Regions from separate parts of the Sus scrofa genome. Here region 1 is linked to region 2. Evidence: chromatin contacts called from public Hi-C data. All regions are on one chromosome and are shown on one strand. Each heading gives the region's core, a stretch centred on a gene start, on an enhancer-like site or on the middle of the called end of the contact. The rest is flanking DNA. Distances are from core to core; before and after follow the strand shown. Region 1 holds the start of ERC1 (ELKS/Rab6-interacting/CAST family member 1). Region 2 holds the start of RAD52 (RAD52 homolog, DNA repair protein).

Region 1 (6,214 bases), core at 3,037-5,536, 56 kb before region 2:
TACATTTCTCTGAAAATCGATAATGAATATACTGTTTTGTTGGGGTTGTTTTTTGTTTTTAGGGCCGCACCTGTGGCATATGGAAGTTCCCAGGTTAGGGGTTGAATCAGAGCTGCAGCTGCCAGCCAGAGCCACAGCCACACAGGATCTGAGCTGCGTCTTCGACCTACACTGAAGCTCAAGGCATTGTCAGATCCTTAAACCATTGAGTGAGGCCAGGGATGGAAAGTTCATGTTCTTGGATATTAATTGGGTTCTTAACAAGCTGAGCCACAACAGGAACTCCCCATATCATTATCTGATTAACCAAAATACTTCATTCCCTTGTCTTTCTTCATCAATGTTTTTGACACAGTATGTGCAAAACAAACATTTAACAGCTCTTATACTACTTCTAAAAGCTTAAATGTAGCAGAGAAAAAGAGGAGCTATTGCAATGAAAATCTTCACTTTTTTGTTTCCAATACTAATACTGAACAGACTGACAGAGTTACCTGATTTAAGTAATTTTTTTTAAAAAGGGACACCACACAAGACTCAGAGTTGGAGTTCCCATTGTGGCACAGAGGAAAGAATCCAACTAGGAACCATGAAGTTGCAGGTTCCATCCCTGGCCTCAGCTCAGTGAGTTAAGGATCTGAGCTGTTGCCATGAGCTGTAGTGTAGGTCACAGATGCGGCTCAGATGCTGCATTGCTGTGGCTCTGGCATAGGCCAGCAGCTACAGCTTCAATTCGACCCCTAGCCTGGGAACCTCCACGTGCCGCAAGTGCGGCCCTAAAAAGCAAAAAAAAAAAAAAAAAAAAATATATATATATATATATATATATATACATAACAAAGATATCACAGTAATGACTAGTAAGTGATATTTTTTCTTTTTGTCATTTCTTGGGCCACACCTGAGGCATATGGAGGTTCCCAGGCTAGGGGTCCAATCGGAGCTGTAGCCGCCAGCCTACACCACAGCTCACGGCAACACCGGATCCTTAACCCACTGAGAAAGGCCAGGGACGGAACCCGCAAGCTCATGGTTCCTAGTCGGATTCGTTAACCACTGAGCCACGACGGGAACTCCAAGTGATATTTTTCAAAAAATAAAATGTACGAATCCAACTAGGAACCATGAGGTTGTGGGTTCCATCCCTGGCCTTTCTCAGTGGGTTAAGGATCCGGTGTTGCCGTGAGCTGTGGTGTAGGCCGGCGGCTACAGCTCCGATTGGACCCCTAGCCTGGGAACCTCCATATGCCTCAGGTGTGGCCCAAGAAATGGCAAAAAGACAAAAAATAAAATGTACCATTTTTCTCAGGGATGAGAAATTCGAAAGAGAAATAGATCACTTCTACCCTACACTTTTCCCCCAGATTTTAAGACTGCATTCCTACTAAGAGTCACATCCCACTGTTGGCCATGAAAATATCATCTTAGCAATATATATTCGCAAAGTTTCATCTGGTACCTTAGTTCACATTTGTTCCCATGCATACCCAATGAAATGTGTGTGTGTGTGTGTGTGTGTGTGTGTGTGTGTGTATATATATATATATTTTTTTTTTTTAATGGCCTCACCCATAGCATATGGAAGTTCCCAGGTCAGGGACTGAATCCAAGTCATAGCTACTACATACGATGCAGCTGGGGCAACACCACCAGATACTTTAACCCACTGCTCTGGGCTGGGGATCAAACCTGCTGTGATCAGTTTCTTAACCCAGTGTGCCACAGTGGGAATTCCTCAAAGTATAATTTAAAAGCCAAAAATAGTTATGTGAATTTTAATTTCCCCTTCTAAGTGACTAATCCAAAATCAAAACTATTAGTGTACCAACTTATAATTTGATCTGTCCAAATACAATTAAAACTTTTGCTTATAATTACAAATTGGACCACACCCTTTCTTACCTAATAGCTATTAAATCTTCTGTTTCCTATAAGTTTCTTCAAGCAGAAGTATTTGTTGGAAGGTAATAGTCTGCTCATTAAGTAAGCATGTTATAAAAGGTGGTGATCTGCAACTACTGACACTCACTTTGTATATTTCTCTCTTGGGTTACAGGAAAGCACTCCTCTGGCTATGTTCCCAAATTGCATAAACCTTGGGAAAGTCAATGCTTAAATTCCATTTCATGACGCTTTCTCTTCCTTCATAAATTAATTATTGAAAGTCATGCCTACTTCCATCCATTACATAAATGTCCATTACCAGACCTGTTTTTGTTTTTGTTTTTTGCTTTTTAGGGCCGCACCTGCAGCATATGGAAGTTACTAGACTAGGAATCGAATCAGAGCTACAGCTGTTGGCCTACACCACATCTACTGCAACACCAGATCCAAGCGGCGTCTACAACCTACACCACAGTTCACGGCAATGCTAGATCCTTAACCCACTGAGCATCGAGGACATGGATGGAACCCGCAACCTCAGGGTTTCTAGTCGGATTCGTTTCCACTGCGCCATAATGGGAACTCCTGCGGACCTGTTTTCTAAGCAAGTAATAAATTAACCAATAGATATAGATAAGGCCCATGTAATCAATGAGGGAGCAGAAATTCAGAAAAAAAAGATTGATTTAATGTGCTAAGTTGTGAAACAGTGATGTGAAGCATGATGAACAGTGTTTTCTCTTAATAACACCTATTCAGTGACACATGCCCTCAAAATGTAATTAAAGAGCAATTTAAAACCATCTGACTCCAAGAACATTTCTTAGAAACAGGAAACTACCCAAAAAAATTATTCTACTTCACTTTTTTAAAAAAATCATATTGGGGTATAGCTTATTTACAGCCCCATCACATTTTTTTTTTTTTTGGCCGTCCCCCGGGGGGAGAGGGGGTGTATATGGAGTTCCCATGCCAGGGATCAGATCTGAGCCACAGTTCTGACCTAAGCTGCAGCTGCCACAACACCGGATCCTTAGCCCACTGTGACAGGCAGGGGATGGCACCTGTATCCCAGGGATCCCAAGACACTGCGGATACTGTTGCACCACAGTGGGAATGCCACATCCCCGTCACTTTTAAAGTGTCTAATAAAGACATATGCAACTGAGAAATAAAAATCATTTCTAATAATTAAGTGTTAAACACAAAATACCTAAATGTCAAGGTCTACTAAGAAATGAGTTGTAAAAGAAAACTGGGCTTTAAAACATTTAAACATTTTTCATATAACCAGCGCCAACAGAACTGTTCAAACTGTTCATTTCATCCATCCAAAGTAGTCAACAACAACCACCTGCAAACTACTCCTCAGAAATGTGTCTTCCAAAGCAACCACCTGATCCTCAGGCCTTCTCTTACGGGGCTAGGATAAAGCTTAAAAATGAGATCATTTGGGCACAAAAAAAGAGTGGAAGATAACGCCTTTAAGGGACTAAGTGGAATGGGACCTATTCCCTACTGTTGCTGCCAGAATGAAGTTGTCCTAACCGAAGATCTCGCTTTTCCTGAAGGGTATAAAACTCCAAATTCAGCCACGCTTACAATTTATCCCCCCTGAGCGAAAGGCAGATAGAGTTTCTTCCCTCCTCGACCCCACCAGCCACGCCAGGAGCAAAAAAAAGAAAAAAGACCCCAAACCCTCAAGCAGAAACGTGAGACCCAGAGCAACATCTTCTCCAACTGCCTCAAAGGCAAGCAAGCATCCACTGCTCATCTCCCTTTTGGAATCCCACCATCTCCTACCTTAACATTTCACAGAAGGGAAAAACCCAGAATCCTCACCTCCTTCACCACTGTACATCGGTACCCAAAACCCACATCCACCCTGACCGCACCCCAGCTTCCTCGGGGCTCCCCGATGCCTGCATCTCCTCTGCCTCGCCCGCAACATCACGCCGCGGGCCAGCCACCCGCGCTCCCAGGCACCCGCAGCCCCCGCCGGTCCCCGCCGCCGCCACGGCGCCGCCGCCCCGAGACCGCCCGGGTGGGGCCCGCCGGTGGGCTGGGTGGGGCCGCCCTCACGACGCCCCATCCCCCCGGCAGGGCGCGGAGGGGGAGGGGTCCCCGCGCCTCACCTACGGCTCCGCCCTCCCCGGGGGCGCGCTGCCCTGCCCCGGCCAGGGCCGTGAGGAAGACCCGGCGGAGGAGAGCACGGGGGCCTAGCGCCAGCGACGGGCGGGAAGCTTCAGGCGCTGCCCGACTCCGAGCTGCCGCCACCGCCGCCGTCTCACCCTCCTCAGGGCTGCCGCTCCCGCTGCCGCCCGGGAGCCGCCGCCACTACCGCCGCCGCCACCGCCGCCACAGCTCGGCCTGGGCGCCCGACGTCATCGCGCCCCGCCCCCTGCGCGAGACTCCAGCCCCGCCCCTGGCTGACGTCACTAGAGCCCCGCCCCCGCTGGCCGCGCCCGCTGGCCTTCCCGCAGCCTCCTGGGAGAGAGATTCAGCAGCTCCCAGGCTTCGGGCGCCTTCCAGGGGCCGGCGGGCGGGCGGCTCCGCGCTCCGCGGCGCACACGCGCGCACTCGCCGCGCGGGCGGGTGGCGCCTGTCTCCTCCCGCTTGCCGTAGGATGCTGCGCCGTACAAGCTGTGGGCCCCCGCCTCGCGGGCGTGTCGCGGACATCCTGGCCGGACCGCTGGTAGGAGGCTCGGAGCGCCGTGTTGCTCGCTCTCTCGCCCGCCTCTGCTGAACTTCCGGGCCTGGGCCCTCCGGCTGCCCGCAAGCGGGCGCAAGTCCGGAGCTCGCCGAGACCCGCCGCCTTGGTCCACGCGGCAGCCGGCCGCGCGCGTCAGGCGCCCCAGTCCTCAGGTGCCGAAGCGCCGCTGGAACCGCGCTCTGTTAATGTAAGGATGTAGGTAAGCTGAGAGAGTGAGAGGGACGCTGATTAGGTTTATTTCGCGCCTGCGGGTGTGAGCGGTGGAGTCAGGCTCAGTCTCTACCACAGTTACCCAGTCTGCCCTGCCTCAGGACCTCACCGTCACTTTCCCTCCCCTCGGCGTTCTCACTCACCGCATCCACATCCCGCCCGGGCTCACTCGGGTTCCTGCGGTTCCCGGTCTGCTGGACAGTCGCCCCCTTCAGTACGTTCCACACGTGGCGGCCCACTATTAGGACACTAGGTCTTGCAGTTAAGCACCCTAAAATATTTCATTTTCTCGGGCATGTGACTACTCGCTTATGAAAAGCCAACCTTTTTTGACTGTTTTTCAAGATCTTCCTCATCTAACTGCTGATCTGCCGTCCTGCTCCCCCGATTTTTAACATGGTGAAGTAAAAGCAAAGCAAAGCGGACTCGTCGTATCTTTGCAGTTTCTATTCTTCCACTTTCTGCTTGTGTGACCACGGGAAAATCACATTATTTCTAGGTCCTACTTTTCTTAACTGTAAAGTGGGGTGTGAACTAGATAGCTCAGATCTGTCATATCCCTTTGTGGATCTGTAGGTGGTAAGATGCTAAGCATTAAGTTCTACACACACAGGAATACTGTCAGTATCACAGACTTGGAATTTTCTTTTTTTGCCATTCCACAGTTGTTTCTCCCCCAGGTACCTCTTTTTAAACCTACATTTAGGATTTTTTTTAATTAAAGCTGGCTGAGTACTAGCATTAATTGCCTCTTCTTCCTGAGACCCATTAAAATACTAATAAAGGAATGGGGGGAAAAAAAAGCATACAAAACAGAACCTGGGAAGGAAGCCACCAAAATATTTTTTTTGTAATTTTTCACACAGAAAGTGAGTGAAGACTGATTAAAACAAAAATGGAAGAATCCGTAATGTGAAATAGATGTAGGGGGATACTGCAACCGTGAAAGGAGACCTCCCTGCCAGAAGTGATATAGAAAAACAAATTTTGAGACAGTGACGGAGCAAGAGTGAGAAGCAGGGCTGAAAACAAGGAAACCAAAAATCTCTGAACAGCAGAACCCTCCCTTTACCTTTGATAAAATAGCTAAGCATTTATCCTAAGCTAGAAGTCAAGAGTATTCGTAATCTTTGGGGAGAGTGTTTAATGACTAAGAGCAAAGCATTCTTTATTCTGACACAATAGGCAGTTTCCTAAAAACTCACCCTAGAGTGAAACTGCAAGTTGACAAGACCCTCCCAAGTTCTAAAGATTTGTCATCAGCATCCAACTACCTCATCTTAATATGAACAGTCAACCAAAGACTGTTAGAAGTCTCCAGCTTGGGGCTGGGGGAAGGAAGGGGAAGGATAAACAGAAAATATGACTATAGAAGAAATGGAAACTTCAAAAAACTTTAAAAAACAA
Region 2 (5,565 bases), core at 1,244-3,743:
ATGTTGATCTTTTCTTTTTCTTTTTTTTTTTTTTTTTTTTTTGCCTTTTTAGGGCCACACCCATAGCATATGGAGGTTCCCAGGTTAGGGGTCTAATCAAAGGTGTTGCTGCCATTCCGAGCCATGTCTGTGACCTACACCACAGCTCAGGGCAATGCCAGATCCTTTAACCCACTGAGTGAGGCAGGGATCAAACCCGCAACCTCATGGTTCCTAGTCAGATTTGTTTCTGCTGTGTCAGGACAGGAACTCCAGATGTTAGTCTTTCTTGATTGATGTTTTAATTTTCTTATTGTTTCTCTTTTATTATCCATCTTTTTTTTTTTTTAACTAACTTTTGGGGAGATTTTTTAAAAGCCTTGTTTTCCAAACTTATTAGTGAAATTTTCATGGTATCGTATTTCATTATTAATATTTTTTGCCCACAGCATGTGGAAGTTCCCAGGTCAGGAAGCGAACCTGAACTGCAGTTGTGATCTGTGCCATGGCTGTGACAACACCAGATTCTTAACCTGCTGCACCGCAAGGGAACTTCAGTTAGGTATCATATTTTAAATTTCTAAGCACTTTCTTTATCTAATATATTTTTCCTTTTTTTATTAATACTCTTTCATGAACAGAATACATTTATCGGGAGTTCCTGTTGTGGCTCATTGGGTTAAGAATTCAACTAGTATCATGAGGATTTGGGTTGATCCCTGGCCTTGCTCAGTGGGTTAAGCATCTGGTATTGCTGTGGCTGTGGTACAGGCCTGAGCGGCTACAGCTCCGATTGTATTCCTAGCCTGGGAACCGCCATATACCTCGGGTGTGGCCCTAAAAAGATAGATAAATAAATAAAATGGAAATGGTTGAAATTATATACTTATTTTAATATGTATACTTTTTAGTTTTATTAAAATTAAATCTTTTCATATTGTCTTTCTCCTTTTGTGAACTATATACACACTTGTTAATATTTCTTCAATTGTTAGAACTTTTTATATATTAATTCCATTCGAATACATGTTAGTATTTCCCTATTTTTCTTGTTTATTTTCTACTTCCAGAAACTAAGTAAATTGCATGTAGATAGCTACATTTATTCACCTTTTAAGATTAATTTATCAGCTTCTATAGTTAGAAAGCTTTTCTCCATTCTAAGGTTGGCTATTCATCTGCCTATTCTTTTATATGTACCTGCATACATTTAACATTTCTCACTCGAATTCAATTGTAATTGATTTCACTTCATTATTATTATTGTTTGGCTTTGCCCTCTGCATACAGAAGTTCTCACGCCAGGGCAGGGACACCGGATCCTTAACCCACCAGGGAACTCCAGTTGTAATTATTCTTATGCATATTTTGATAGGGACTCTAACCCAATCACTGTGTCCCAGCACCATCTGAAAGCAGCCATGCCTTTCTTTATCAAATGCACGGGAATCGTGAGCACCCCTCCAGGAAATGCCTGGTTACTGCGCAGAACCGCGGCGAGGGGGTCACCGGAACAACAATTTGAAAACGTCAGTAACTGAGTATGTTCAAGTTTTCCGCACTCAGCTTGGGGTTGTGATGCAACTGTTGTTGTTGTTTTTGCTTTTCAGGGCCACACCCGTGGCATATGGAGGTTCCCAAGCTAGGGATTACAAAGGAGCTGTAGCCACGGGCCTACGTCACAGCCGCAGCAACTCGGGATCTGAGCCGTGTCTGCGACCTACACCACAGCTCAGCGCAACGCCAGATCCTTAACCTACTGAGCGAGGCCAGGGATCGGACCCGCTTCCTCATGGATACTATTCGGATTAGGTTTCACTGAGCCACCATAGGAACTCCCGAGATGCGACTCCTTAGTCTCGCTACGAGCGCTGCTGCGGGATGTCCTGCCCACGGATCGCCGCCTCTAAGCATCTCCGTCTGTGCGGGCATCTGGGGACCTCGGGACCCGGCGATGGGGCGCTGCCCGGGCTGTTGAGCCTGGTCCCGGTACAGCTCTAATCTCCGCCATAGCGGCCTGGGGTACACGGAGCCGAGCTCCGCTCGGGAGGCCGGGCAGGAGCTCGCTGGTGGCCAGCAGAGACCACAGGGGCGCAGGGCGCGCAGGGGCCAAGCGCAGAGAGCCGCTGACACGGAAGTCAGCATCGCGCTGCCAAACAACTTGCTTTACGGCTCTCAACAGATGGCTCTGTTCCTCTACCCCGACCACAACTTGCGGCTCCTCCGCCCGTTCACAGCCGTGGTGCGGCACGCTCTCTTTGGACCGTCTTCCCAGGGTCTTCTGCGCGGCCGCGCCGCGTACCCTTCCGCGAGTACAGGTCTTCTCAGTTCATTCGCGTTAGACCTTCTTCCCACACCCCGGTCTGGTTTACCCTCGTTCTGACCTTCCTCCCAGGACTCTTTGCGCGGGAACCCAAAGTGTTCTTCCGCGCCACACGCCATTCTGGTTTTGGGTACTCCCGTTGGACCTTCCTCCCAGGGTCCTCTGCGCGGCCTGCTTTATCGCCCTTCTGCGAGTACGTCTCTCGCTCTCTCTCTCTCGCTCGCTCTCTCTCTCTCTCTCTCTCTCGCACTTTTTCCAGTTTCTCTGACGCCGTCATCACGCGTGTCCTTCCGCGCGTTCAAGTCGGCTCTCGCTCGGACCTTCTTCCCAGGGTCCTCTGCGCGGCCGTCCCGAGACCCCTTCTGCGCGTTCAGGGGGAACGGTGCGTGAGTGGGATCTCCGCCGGGTGGGAAGCTCGTCTCCCGGTCCCGGCTTAGTGGTACCGACCCGGGGCATGTGCTGAGGGGAGGGTGCCGTGGCCGTGGGCGGGGCGGGGCGGGGCGGGGCGGGGCGGGGTTGGGGCTGCGGTTACTTGCTGCCGGTTGACCGGGGCCGAGGGCGCGTAGACAGTTGTACTCCGGTGTGTAGAATTACCCACTTAGGGATTTGACAGTTCAGCGCGTATTCAGCGTTTCTAGACTTTTTTTTTTTTTAAATTGAGATAGAATTTATATATGATTAAAGTTGTTCATCCAAAGTGAACATTGAGTGGTCTTTATTGTATTCACAGAGTTGGGCGGCCGTTACCGTTATCTAACGCAGAACATTTTCATCACCTGGGAAAGAAGCCCGAGCTCATTAGCGGGCTCCTCATCCCCCTCCCCCAGCCCCACCAGTCTTCTTTCTGCCTCTGAATTTGCCAGATCTGGATGTTTTGCATAAGTGGGATCATGCAGTATGTGGCTTTTTGTGTCTGGCTCCTTCACTTGGCACTGTGTCCCCAAGGTTCATCCGAGCTGTGGCGCGTGTCCCGTACTCTCGTGGCCCAATAATAATCTTTCGTTGTCGGGATATACCATGTTTTGCTTCTTCATTAATTGATGGGCATTTGCGTTTTTGCACTTTTCGGCTTAATTTAAGGGCTCTTTCATCATAGAATTCAGCCCTAGGCACAAACAATGTAAAACTAAGTTCTTATCACATTTAACTCGGGTTGGATCAGGTATTTCATTGGCCCCAGGTCTGGTATCTTTCAGAAAAGGCTGGCTTTGTGAAGTCCTCTGTTCTCAGTGCATCGCTTACTAGACCATTGACTGTGGTGGTAACAAGCAGAGAAGCGTTTGTGTGCAGGTCCCATCGGAGATGCAGTCAGACCTGTCATCTAGTGATGGGAACTGAGTGGACTTGGAGACGAGTTTATGAAAAACGTAACAGCTGTGGGAGAGGTTTGATCTCATAAAACACCTAGCCTATTTTCATCATCTGTGAATTCTGTATTTGTGAATTGACTGGCTAAAACTTCTTTGTAGCCCCAAGCAGATGCTCCAATGCTCTGGCAGTGTGTGGAGTGTCCAGCAAGGCGTCCTCTGCCTTCTTGCTCATACTGTAAACCAGTGTCTTTGTTGTGGTATATTTGTTGCTGCATTTTGCACAGTTTTATGCTTTTTATTAGTGATTCCACTGGTGTTTTTTAAAAACGCTTTTTAAAAAGCTGAAAGAATGATTCTTTAAATTCTGTGGCGCTTTGCAATATTCAGAAGTTTCACACACGATTTCATGTAATTGGTTAACAATCCTCTTTGTCTCCCTACCCCTGTCTTCCCCTCCTTCCTTCCCTGTCCCCACAGATATAGTTTTTTTGTCTATATCTGTGAGTCTGCTTCTTTTTAAAAAATGTCTGTATATGTGTATCTTTTATGAAGTCACTGCTCAAATCTTTTGCCTATTTTAAATTAGGTTAATTGCCTTTTTATTTTTGTTGAGTTGTAGACTTTCTTTATATATCCTTTTTATATCCTGGATATCAGTCCTTTGTGGTTGCCTATTCATTTTTTTTTTTTTTCCCTTTTACGGCCGCACCTTCAGCGTGTGGAAGTTCCTGGGCTAGGGGTCCAATTGGAGCTACAGCTGATGGCCTTCACCACAGCCACAGCAACACCGTATCTGAGCTACATCTGCAACCTACACCCTAGCTTGTAGCAATGTTGGATTCTTAACCCAGTGAGTGAGGCCATGGATTGAACCCACATCCTCACAGAGACAATGTTAGTCCTTAACCTACTGAGCCACAACAGGAACTCATATTCATTTTCTTAGAGTTGTTTTGATAAGCAGACTTTTGGTGTAGTTATATTTGTCTTTTTTTTTTTTCTTCCAGCCACGCCAGGAATTGAAACTGTACCACAGCAGTTAACAATGCTAGATCCGTAACAACTAGGCAACAGGAACTCCATGTCATTTTTTCTTTTATAGTAATTGCTTTCTGAGTCCTCTGAGTAAAAAATCTTGACTGCCTCCAGGTTGTGAAGATATACTCCTGTATTTTCTTGTAGAAATTTTATAGATTTACCTTTTATGTTTAGGCACATGGTCTATCTCTAGTTTTTGTGTGTGGTGTGAAAATTACTCTGTGAAGAATATCGAATTTTCTTCCCATGTAGATATCCAGTTACTCCAGCTGTCATGTGTTGTACTGCTTTGGTACCCTTACTGAAATTCAGATGACTATATACATGTCGATTGATTTCTGGGCTTTTTTTCGTTCCACTGATCAGTCCTTATGTCAGTTTTAATTACTGTAGATTTATAAGTCTTGAAGTCATGTAGTGTTGGTCAAAAGTTTATTGTTTTTCAAGTTGATTTGGTTAGTTTAGATCTTTGCATTTTCTACACGAGTGTTAGAATTAATCATCTTACCAGTTTTTACAAAAAAGTCTGGCAGGGTTATGATTGCAATGGCATTGAATCTGTAGATCAATTTGGAAAGAATTCACGTCTTGGAGTTTCTGTCATGGCTTAGCAAAAACGAATCTGATGAGGATCCCTGAGGATATAGGTTTGATCCCTGGCCTCACTCAGTGGATTAAGGATCTGGTGTTGTCAGGAGCTGTGATGTAGGTCGCAAATGCGGCTTGGATCTGATGTGGCTCTGGTGTAGGCTGGTGGCTATAGCTCCGATTGGACCTCTAGCCTGGGAACCTCCGTATGCCACGGGTGCGGCCCTAAAAACCAAAAAAAAAAAAAGTGAGACGTAGCAGTTGCCTTATAAATTAATTTCTAGAATTAAAAATATATACTTTGTCTATATCCTGCATTATGTATTT

The links. A called contact is a pair of places that touch in the nucleus more often than the background predicts.
Region 1: a Hi-C map of skeletal muscle shows a contact between it and region 2, with 5 times the contacts expected there. The contact joins the promoter of ERC1 here to the promoter of RAD52 in region 2. A contact is called at or near these places in 2 of 5 promoter capture datasets (fetal liver and liver), 16 of 47 Hi-C or Micro-C datasets (alveolar macrophages, blood, brain and 7 more) and 2 of 2 datasets of contacts at active chromatin or transcription factors (alveolar macrophages and skeletal muscle).

Annotation. Positions count from the first base shown.
Region 1 is chr5:68,221,794-68,228,007 of Sscrofa11.1, reverse strand. It overlaps ERC1 (ELKS/Rab6-interacting/CAST family member 1), which reads right to left and starts at 4,286. Exons shown (of 20, transcript XR_002344310.1): 1 at 4,020-4,286. It also overlaps a transcript of RAD52 not described here.
Region 2 is chr5:68,164,576-68,170,140 of Sscrofa11.1, reverse strand. RAD52 (RAD52 homolog, DNA repair protein) reads left to right here and starts at 2,493. Exons shown (of 13, transcript NM_001123182.1): 1 at 2,493-2,684.